Linked DNA regions of Gossypium hirsutum: region 1 is linked to region 2. A link is a contact called in public Hi-C data. All regions are on one chromosome and are shown on one strand. The core of a region is the stretch at or near the end of the contact, and the rest is flanking DNA. Distances in the headings are between cores, read along the strand shown. Region 1 holds the start of LOC107962928. Region 2 holds the start of LOC107962914 (trafficking protein particle complex II-specific subunit 120 homolog).

Region 1 (6,107 bases), core at 2,516-5,015, 670 kb after region 2:
GTTAAGTAGACATTTGGTGACTTATTTGACTAAAATAAAAATAAAGAAAAGAGAGGCTATAGTGTCATCTTCTCCACCTATTTTTTCAGCAACTAAGGGGGTTTAGAGAGCTCAAAGTATCAGCCATTTGCATCTCTTTCAAGTAAGTCATTTAGAAGGTTATTCTTAATGATTTTTGTTTTTTTTTTTGGACCCCTTGTAGCATGAGCTTTCTAATAAGGGGACTATTTTGCAAAATGGATGAAAGTCTAGGGTTTTGCCATGAAATCATTTATGTTTTTAGCTGAAATTTTATGGAAGAAAATGAATCTTGGTTGTTAAATAAACAACTTTTGTGAAAGGGGTTTTCATGAAAACACCTAAATGGGCTATTTTTTAATGTTTGTAAAATAGGTGGTAATTGTGTGAAATGTTTGAAATTTTGAGTTGCTATAGGTATAAAAAGAGTTTAGCTAGGCTTGGTTAATGAGGAAACTCGATAAAAATTGATTTACGAGCCTAAGGGCAAAATCATAATTTTTGTAAAGTCTAATGGCAAAACGGTCATTTTTCCTAATTGTGAACTGTAGAATGTTTTTATTGTGACAATTAAATTAGTGATGTTTTATTATTATAGACCAAGAAATATGCAATCCAAACCTAGACCGGGGAAAACCCAAGCAAGTAGATTAAATACAATTAGTCGCCTACATTTTGTGTATCGAGGTAAGTTGTACGTAAATAATGTAACTTATTTGTATTTATGTATTGTATAATTAATATGGCATAAACTGTGGACTATTGTTGTGAATATGCATGATGAGAATTGATGTAGTAGAGACTACCGGTTAAACCTTAGGAATACTTTGGATATCCATGCCATGACATTTGGATGATGTGCATGCTAGTGTAAGACCTGTCAGGGACATGGCATCGGCACCAATAGATGAGAGCCAGTGTAAGACCTGTCTGGGACATGGCATCGACACAGATAAGTGAGAGCCAGTGTAAGACCTATCTGGGACACGGCATCGGCCTCAATGTATAGAAGTCAGTGTAAGACCTGTCTGGGACATGGCATTGGCTTAGATGTGAGAGCCACTATAAGACCATGTTTGGAACATGGTATCGACATCGTACCTTATGTTTGTGGCTTAGTGATTATCCTGTAGTATTCCAAATGGTTCAATGGGAAATTTACGATTTATGTTAAAATGATAGAGCTTATGACCATGTTGTGAGTGGTACAGGTACTTATATGAAATTGATGATACGTGAACTTTATTTTTGTTGTATGAATAGTGAGGAATGAACATGAGTAAGTTGTGTTATGAACATTTACTCTTTTGTGCGAGTTATGATATATTGGGAGTATGATCACATGTGGTAAGATGGTTGTTATTTCGATATTTACATGCAACTTACTAAGCTTTGTGCTTACCCTTTTCTTTTCCACTTTCTTGTAGTGCCTCCAAATTAGCCCATGGATCAAAGAACGTCGGAGGCATCACTCACACTATCACTCGAAACTTTTGGTATAGTTAGTTTTATTATCTTAAGTATGGCATGTATAGGGATTGAGTCTTTTTGTTATGTGCCATATTGTTTAGCAAACCAATTGTGTTGGCTTGGGATGAAAACCTTCTTTTTTTTATAAGGCCATGATTACTGGCTAAAATTCATTATTGATAATTGCAAATGATGATGCTTCCATGGATGAACAAAAAGTATGAATGATCAAGTGCATGTTTAGTTAGTTAAAGTGTCATGGGGTTTGCATTTGAATGTCATGTTGTGGTTGATTTAGTCTTATATTGTTGTGTGGATTGGAGATATTTGTTGTTGTGTAGGTTGGTGCAAGTAAGGGTGGAAGAAAGGCTTGGTAGATAGCCTTGTTTGGTCCACACGGGTAGACACACGAGTGTGTGTCTAGGCCGTATGCGACACACGGTCAACCCCATAGACGTGTTGTTTGGCCGTGTGTCCCTTACACCTTAAAATTTCAAGTCAGTATGCATGGTAGTAAATACACCGGCAGAGGCACGGCCATGTATCTCAGCCGTGTGGAGGACACGGCCTCTGGGCATAGATGTGTGCCCAGGCCGTGTGAAGTCTGCACCTTAAATGTGGAATCAAATTTACCAAACGGTCTAACACACGAGCGTGTGCCTTGGCCATGTGCCCCTAAATGGTTGCTAACGTTAAAAACAGAATGTCAAGGTTTTTAGACACGGGTGTGTCATGGCCGTGTGAGGGACACGGAGCATGGACACGGACGTGTGCTAAGCCGTGTGAAAACCCCTGATAGCTCAAATTAGGAATTATTTCCACACGAGTCAGGGACATGGGCGTGTCCCGATGTGTTTAGGTCGTGTGAACTGCACGGGCCTTCAACACGGCCATGTCAAGAAGGCCACATGGGCGTGTCGCCCCTTCCACACGGGTGTATGCCCCTGTTTTAAGAGTCATTTTCCAGAATTCTTTAAAGGACTCTGTTTGGTTCCGAATCGTCCTTAAAGCTTGTTTTGGGCCTCGTAGGCCCATAATAAGGAATTCTAGACAAGGTTTGAAAAGTTTTAAATTTGATCGAGTTTTTATGATTTGTAAATGTTGGAATGCATGTGTTTAAGTTTAGTAATGCCTCGTACTCAGTCCCGACCTCGGACTCGGGTAAGGGGTGTTACATTATTCCATTAGACATCCTTAAACTATGTCCCTCACTTCAAAACGTTCTAATTACATCTTCAACTATTGGTGTTGTATCAGTCATGTCCTTTCGTAATTAAAACTGTTAAATGACACATTAAATCTTATGTAGTTAAATTTAAAATGAAAATTTTTAAAAAAATAGAACATTATTGTATAACTTTTAAAGGTAAAAACTAAAAAGAAAAGATAAAAGAGAAGAATGAGTCAACTAAAAGCTTCTATAAAATCTTCAAAAATTTCAAAACTAATATTTTTAATTTACATAACCTCGATAATGAGATGTTTGTTGCAATTATCAAGTTTAAAAATGAACGTCAAATGAATAACACTATTAATTGACTTTTATTCAATTTAAATGTCTTTTAACATTTGAACTTTAAATTTTAAATAAGATATTTGAATATCAAATATGAAATATTCAAATTTAAAAGAAATTCATCATGTATTCAAAAAGAAACTTAATAATTGAATTCAAACCTAATTGCGAGTAATAGGACCATCCAATTACATTCTTCCGTTCTTGGATAAATGGGTGAGGATAGAAAATTACATGGATAATTAATCATGATGACTTTTAAATTTTATTTTTTTATTATTTTTAAATTTACATTAAAATATAATTCATGGTAATTATTGAAAATAAATCCAAAACTTGTAATTACAATATCATACCATCCATTTTAGTGGTTAGTTTTGGTCACGTGATGAACACATTGGATGATAGATTAAAAACGTGTTGTAATAAAAGTAAGTTCATATTTTATACTTTTAAAAGGTTCAAATGGTCCTCTTTTAAATAAATCAATAACTTGGTGAAAAGTAAGGTCAACATTGTTAGTTGTTAATTACTCGCAAATTGCATATAATGATTTTGAGTTTTTCTTTAATAATACAAGTGCTTATACAACCCTAAATGAGCATCCAAATGTAAAGCAAGCTTACTCAACCCTTTTGAAATAATTTGAAAAGCAATTGAAACCCAAAAATATAACCTAATAAATCTAAACTAATTCAAATCCAACTTAATTTAATCATAAAAATCAGAAAAAATCCAAGGTTAAAAAAAGTTGTTGAAATTGGATGTTTAAATAATAGTTAATAGAAAAAAATGCAACTGCTAAATTGTAATTAGAGATGGGTAAATACAAAATTTTCAATGATAACTAAAGGTCGTATTATTTTAACTCATTAATACGGCTTTGTGATAAAAAAGTCATTAGATTGTCAGGTAGGAAATAAAAAGTCTAGTCTCCTTCTTTGTCCATCCCCAGTCCCCATATATAGCTTCCATAAAAAGGCCCCTTCATTTTCGCATACAAACAAAATTAAATAATGTCCCCCCAACGCTACCGCCATTTTCCGCCCTTCCCTTCTTGCTTCCGCCCTTCCGCCGCCGCAGACAACCGCCATATGCCGTCGCCACAAACCGCCGCTAAAACTAGCCTCGCTACAAGTCTCTACGACACAAATATAGGCCTTTTTTCCTTAATCTGGTCCCGCACCTTCCTTGGCCACTCCCTCCACCTCCACCACCATCACCACCACCTTCCCTCTTCTTCTCTCTCCGTCCTTTCATCCTCCGCCCTCCATTTTCATCTCAATATCAAATCCTTTGCTTTTTGGAAGAAAAAAGGTTGTAAAAAACTCAGCAGCGCCACTGTCCCTAATGTGAAAATCTTCTGGGACCTTTCAAGGGCAAAGTTCGGATCCGGACCTGAACCCGACTCTGGGTTCTTCGTTGCCGTCGTCGTCGACGGTGAAATGACGATTCTCGTCGGCGATGCTACCAAGGAAGCTTATACTCGAACTAGAGCTCAAAACCCTGGGAGTAGAAGCAGCCAAACTCTTGTTTTGAGAAAAGAGCACGTGTTGGGGAACAGAGTTTACAGCACAAAAGCCAGATTCGGAGGCAAATTAAGGGATATCTCGATCGATTGTAGGGTAAACGAGGATGCGCAGCTGTGTTTGAGCGTGGATAACAAAAGGGTATTGCAAATAAAGCGGCTTAAATGGAAATTTAGAGGGAATGAGAGGATTGAAGTGGATGGGGTATGGATAGGAGTCTCGTGGGATGTCTACAGCTGGTTGTTCGATAAAGATGGCAACAATGGGCGTCCAGCCGTTTTTATCTTCAAGTTCGAGAACCAAGGCTCTGAAACCATGGAGGATCCTTTCAAGGAGGGTGTGGTTTTGGGGCAGCAAAGTCCGTGTAGTGATGGGATTGAATGGAAGAAGAAAAGGAGAAGCTTGTTGAGGAGTGCTAGGAGCTCTTCGTCTTCGTCCATTTCGATGTCTTCGGCTTCTTCGGGGTGCAGCTCTTCGGTAATGGAGTGGGAAAGCGTTGAGGAGAGTGAGTTATGTGCTCCCATGGGCTTCTCTTTGCTTGTTTACGCCTGGAGAAACTGAAAAGATTGTGCCTTTTTTTTTGTGTGTGTGTTCATAACATTATTAGTCTCTATTTATCACTAACCCCATTTGTTTTTAGAACATAGCACAATAAGTAAATTATAATGGTAGAGATCCATGACTCAACCTTTTACCAATTTAGTAGCTACATTCGATCCCGATTGAATTGAATTCCAGAAGATTTGTGCGTAAGAGACCTCGCATGCCTTATCACTCATCACTCCACCCAACAAGATTGCTAGTTTCTTTTTAACTTTTTAGTTGTAAATTTGAGCCCTTTGGTTGTAGTCTCAGGAGCCATACGCGGATATTTAATGAGCAGAAGCAAAATTTTGCTTGATTTTGCCTTTTTTCTTTTGGCATGAAATTGTTCCTTGTTTAATTTTACCTACCGACTTGTTAGAGTGCTCGACTTTTAATCAGGGAGAGAGGTCGAGAAATTAAAAGAATTTGGAGGTCAAGGTTAAAAAGAATTATGTTAAAGTGGTCTAAAATTGAATAAATAGTTCTTTGGAGTGATCAAATATGCAATTTCTGATAAGCTGAAAAGGATTAAATTGTAAGGACTAAAATGGAAATTATACCATTTATCAAGGGGAGGACTTTGTCCCTGCTTCTAATCCTAGTAATCAGGATTAAACACAGTAAACTGTTATTAGCTTCCGGCGTTATGTTGTTTTTTGCCAACATTATTAAGTTAATTCTTGCATGTGAGATGTGGGTCTGGGGTGTGTGAACCCAGATTGAGATCAGCGACCGACAAAAAAGGTTGAACATGTCCTGGATCTCTGACTGAAAACCGAAAGGTTACTTCGTCGGTCAGTTAGTGAGAGTGACAAAAAATGTCGTACTTGATCCACAACGGCAACCCAAGGTGATGAAAAGTAACCCAACTGTGTCGGGCTTGACCGTGTCAATCTGACAACATGACTGATTTTCTCTAATGTTGCCTTTCTTTGTGGATTCCCACAACGGTTGGCCTTAAAGTGAGAATATGAATTCCCATAAATCTC
Region 2 (5,430 bases), core at 790-3,289:
TCTTGAATGAAGGATTTCCTATAATGCGTAATGACATTATTGTACCGATATCTAACCTCATCCTCTACACCTGTATCCTTCTGGCCTATTTGATCAACCTGATAATAAGGCATAAATAATTATACAGTAGATGAATAAATTTCATATCATATGGGCAAATATTTTATCTATATTATCACTTGCAGTTATGATGCAAAAGGTCAATATAGCCTAATTTAAAAAACATCAACCCCCTCCCCCTACAAAAAATCCTACCCTAGAAAAGTAAAAAGATAATAATAAAGTACAGAAGGAGGAACAATTTAGTCCTTACACATGGGACAAATCCTCAATTAGGAAAATAAAACATCACGAATTCAAATGTGATAAATCTTGGAATTTAACCATAGCACTAAAGTTGGTAGTGGACATAACTAAACATGTGTCTCGTTGTAAAACTTTTATGAGACACTTTTCCAATAGAGATTTCCTTAAAAAAACTTAGCTTCAAATTTCAACAAGTGAGTTGCTAGCCTTATCCATTTGTTTCTGTTCAAGAACATCTATAAAATCTAAACAAGGACATTTAAGGGTCCATACAAATATCATAAATAGCAGATGAGCTTGATTAACATCCTGCAATTACCAGTATAGCACAAACACTACCCTCCAATGCCCCAGCATACCAAAAGTAATCTGCAGTCAACCTGGCTAGCTCTAGTGCAGTAGTATAGTGAGCATTTGCATCAACAGGCGATCCTGCTAACAAACAATAATCCCCTATTGTCTTTTGTGCACGAGCAAGTCTTCGTTTTTTAGCCTTGATCACCTGCATTGTTATTTAATAAAAACAAACACATCACACACACACACACACATGCAGAAGTGCGCGCATACCCACGCCCATGCGCTCACAGACTAAAATGCATAAAACACCTAAACATAAACCTCCTCTGAGCTAAGAGTAGCTTGAGAATCTAAAGGCGTCTTCAGAAGAGTTCCTGAAGATTCTGCTTGAAGAACCCACTTCTCAAATTCCATCAGTAATGAAGCAGCGATATCTTGCATCATTGTATGTAAGTGAAACTCCTGCATTGTACGGTCTGCAGGAGGAAACAAAACCAAGTTCTCCCTTTTCTTACCATCATCCAACTGCAGCAGAAAATAAAGTAATTAGATCACGTAATTCATTAAAAGCTAGGTTTTGTTTAGTTTATTAAGATAAACAAATAGTAAACATAATAAAAGGTTTCAAAAACACAAATCATATCATTCTACTATGTTATTCAGACTTTATTCCCAAAAATGCTCGTATCTTACACCCAATATGGGTTATCATCCTTCAAATTTATACAAAAAACCTAAGCATTCACGACACACTAGAATCTAGGTAATATAACCATTCCTTCGACAGATTACTAATAATTAGAATCCAAGTCAATTTATAATAATCGAAACCAATAACCAGATATCAGCATGTGATTCAATGAGAAGTAAAATAGAAACCTTAATTCTGAGAACTAACTTGCGAATTGCCAGGACAAAAGGCGAAGCAGCGTAGAACTAGAGCCGAAGTGTAAATTTTGCAGGCAGCATTGAATTGATCGATGACGTGATCAAGATCTGGTGACGAAGGGCAGTGGCAAATGCCAATCACGGAGAGGAACTTGCGATAAGGCTGGAAATCTTCCCAAGGGCTAGGCGGAGACCCGCCCAACAAGAATTTGAACTGGAGCGAGCCTGTGTCCCAAGGCTGGTGGGCGAAAGGCGATTTCTGGTGCTCCGTGTAGAAGGAGCTGATGGTTGAGAGAGGGATGGTGTGGTGCGGAAGGAGCATGGAGTGGTAATCCCGCAGAAGAGGAGGGGGGACTTTGCCTATTGGAAGGACGGCGATCCGGATCATGCATGATGTCTCAATGCTCACGTCGGGTTCCATTGCCAGATCGGACGGAAGGGAAGAAGAGGCGCAGTGGTGATAGTGTGGTGGTAGGTGTATTAGATTAGGAACATACGAATCGGTCAAGTCGAAGAGGCACCTGGCCAAGTACGATTCAGGTCGACAAATGGGGTTGCAGTATTTAATTTATTTATTTTGTTTAAAAAATCAGAATATCATATAACAAAAAATAATATTATAATAAACCTAAAATTAAAAAACTAAAAAAACAGGAGACCAAATTCACTAAAATAAAATTAGAAATCTTAAATTCCATATGTGGGAAAGTATCTATAATTACGGATCTATAATTTTTTTAGAAACTGAATATATTTTAATATACAAATTAATTAAATAATTAAATAAAGAGGGAGGGAAGTCAGGAAAAGCCAATCATCCCTAATTACATCAACAGCCTATGATTAATATCTACCTCCATTGTAAAATTACCGCTGTTACTAATTAATTGAAATGTTCAACTAAATATTGTACAAACTATTAATATAATTACCCATCTTTATATTTATGGGTTAAAAAGAATCAATATAATTACCCATCTTTATATTTATGAGTTAAAAAGAATTATGAGTAATTTTAGATATTATTTTTTTAAAAATAAATATAATTAAAACTTATAATAAAATTCATGAGGTTTTTCTCAACTGCTTTTTAACTATTCTAAATTTAAATTAATCTCAGAATGATATATATATGAAACCATTTTGATATTATAAGTAAAATTCATCCTTCACGACAAAGTTCAGAATTTATATATTGTTTTTAGGTTAAATCAACATTTTGCCTATGAACTTGTAATTTTTCTCATCTTAGTCTTTGAATTTTTTTTTTCACATTAATCTTAAAATTAGACAACTTTTTTCAATTTCTGCCTAAAAATATTTTTTTTATTAAAAGGAGATGATGATATGCCATAATCTTAGAATGCTATATTATCACAAGGATCAAAATTGAGAAAATTTGTCAAGTTATATGATTAATGTGAGAAAAAAAAAATTCAAGGATCAAGTTGAGAAAAATTGTCAAGTTTAGAGATTAAAAGCGTGTTTGAGAGGGATTTCACTTGTATCTAGGTTTTTAAATTTCTAAAATTGAATTTACTTATTTTAGTAAATATATGGAAATTTTTCAAATAAGTAATTTTAAAAGAGATTTCAATAGCTCAATTCCTTTTTCAAAATTCCTAAGAATTTTATTTGATTTAATACACATGACCCTCTATAAGATAAAAACAACTTAAATTTCAAATTTCATTTTTATTTAATTCTAATAATTTATATTTTTTTTACAAATATGACGATATCCATGTTGAATATTTTTAAATTATTTATTTTAATATAATTATTTTTTTATAACTCCTTTTTATTTTGTTTTTTTTTTCAAGATATCTACCAGAGCGAGTTCAATAAATAATCATCCACATTTTGTAAATCCATTAAGGAGTAAATGCTGGCTATAAATTTTAAAACTGTTCTATACTCAAGACAAGCATTTATCCAAATAAAGCAAATACAAATGCTTCCTTGTACCATTTAGTAAATAGGTTGATAGTAAAAAAAAATAGGTTTAGCATTTTATTTATAATCTATATAAAAGCATAAATTTAAAGAAATTTTTGAACAAACAAAATTAAATTTTATTATTTATTATATTACAACATTAAAATTTAAAATTTTTTTTGAATGAAATCATAATATATTAATTTTGTAATTTTATGATAATATTAATCAAACTGTGAAAAAATAAAATAAAATAAAGAACACACAAATTTTTACGTGGAAACTCTTTCGGAAAAAACCTCGGGCAGAGGAAAAGAAAATTCACTATGTCAAATTCGAATAAATACAAGAGGAATAGACTATACCTATTTATAGGCTTGTAAAGCCATATTCTAGTAAGACTGAAACACCTTATTCTAATCAATATAAAATAGATGGAGTTTAATAAGGTTTAAAAAACCTTATTCTAAAATAAAATAAAAGAAGTGTAGTTCTATATGAATTTTACTTTTATTTTATTTTACCACTGTATTTTATTTAAATAAGGATTCGGGTCATTTAATTCTAACAATCTCCACCTTGACACGAATTCTCAATGAACAAGTTCTTCATCGTGAACTCTCAACGAACAAGTTCTCCACTTCTTCCATAAAACCCCTTAAGGGTTTAACTTCAACAATGGACACCAACCAAGTCTAAGCAATGCTCAAACTTGGTTATAGGAAGTAACTTAGTCATCATATCTGTAAGATTTTCATCAGTACTAATTTTGCTCACAACAATATCACCACGAGCAATAATATCACGAACAAAATGATACCGAACATCAATGTATTTTGTTCTCTCATGAAACATTTGATCTTTTGTAAGGAAGATTGCACTCTGACTGTCACGAAATACAGTACTAATTTGAAGGTCTTCATTGAGTTCACTAAAGAGTCCCTTCAACCAGATAGCTTCTTTACAAGCCTCAATAATTGCCATGTACTCAGCTTTAGTACTAGACAAAGCGACTGTAGTTTGCAAAGTGGCTTTCCAACTGATTGCACAACCTCCGATTGTAAAGACATAACCTGTAAAAGATCTTCTTCTATCAAGGTCTCCAGCAAAATTAACATCAACAGACCCAATGACTCCATCTCTAGTTCTTCCAAACTGTAAGCAAACATCAGTAGTACTTCGTAAGTATCTTAAAATCCATTGAACTGCTTTCCAGTGTTCTTTACCGGGATTCGTCATGTATCTGCTAACTGCACTGACTGCATATGATAAATCTGGACGTGAACAAGCCATAGCATACATGAGAGATCCCACAGCACTCTAGCACAGAACATGTGACATGTACTCAATCTTATCATCTGATAGTGGAGACAAAACCGATGAAAATCTAAAATCAGCTACTAAAGGAGTACTAACAGGCTTAGCACTCTGCATATTGAACCTACAAAGAACTTCCTCAATGTACCCATTCTGACTTAGGTACAATTTACTTGCTTTTCTATCTCTGAGAATCTCCATACCAAGTATCTTCTTTGTTGGTTCTAAATCTTTCATCTCAAATTCTTCACTTAGTTGGGCTTTGGCCTTTCTTATCTCTCATTTATCTTTTGCTGCTATCAACATGTTATCAACATAAAGAAGTAGATACACAAAAGAACCATCACTGTTTTTCTTAAAGTAAACACAACTGTCAAAACTACTTCTTTTGAAATCATGAGAAGTTATAAAGGAATCAAACTTCTTGTACCACTGTCTTGGTGACTGTTTCAAATCGTAAAGGGACTTTTTCAGCAATCAAACATAGTCCTTTTTTTCTGAGACTGTAAAACCCTCTGGTTGTTGTATGTAAATATCCTTCTCAAGTTTTCTATGAAAAAATGTAGTTTTTACATTTAACTACTCAAGCTCCAAATCATGCATGGACACAATACCAAGCAAAGCTCTAATCGAACTATGCTTAACAATTGGGGAGAACACATCTGTGAAGTCCACTCTTGA

The links. Hi-C and Micro-C count contacts between places; a contact is called where the count stands out from the background.
Region 1: a contact with region 2 is called in a Hi-C map of leaf, with 3 times the contacts expected there. The contact joins the promoter of LOC107962928 here to the promoter of LOC107962914 in region 2. A contact is called at or near these places in 2 of 34 Hi-C or Micro-C datasets (both in leaf).

Annotation. Positions count from the first base shown.
Region 1 is chrA06:39,813,438-39,819,544 of Gossypium_hirsutum_v2.1, forward strand. LOC107962928 reads left to right here and starts at 3,766. Exons shown (of 1, transcript XM_016899496.2): 1 at 3,766-5,434. The coding sequence starts at 4,021. The coding sequence ends at 5,094.
Region 2 is chrA06:39,145,739-39,151,168 of Gossypium_hirsutum_v2.1, forward strand. LOC107962914 (trafficking protein particle complex II-specific subunit 120 homolog) reads right to left here and starts at 2,040. Exons shown (of 9, transcript XM_016899480.2): 1 at 1,505-2,040; 2 at 928-1,131; 3 at 626-808; 4 at 1-98. The coding sequence starts at 1,915.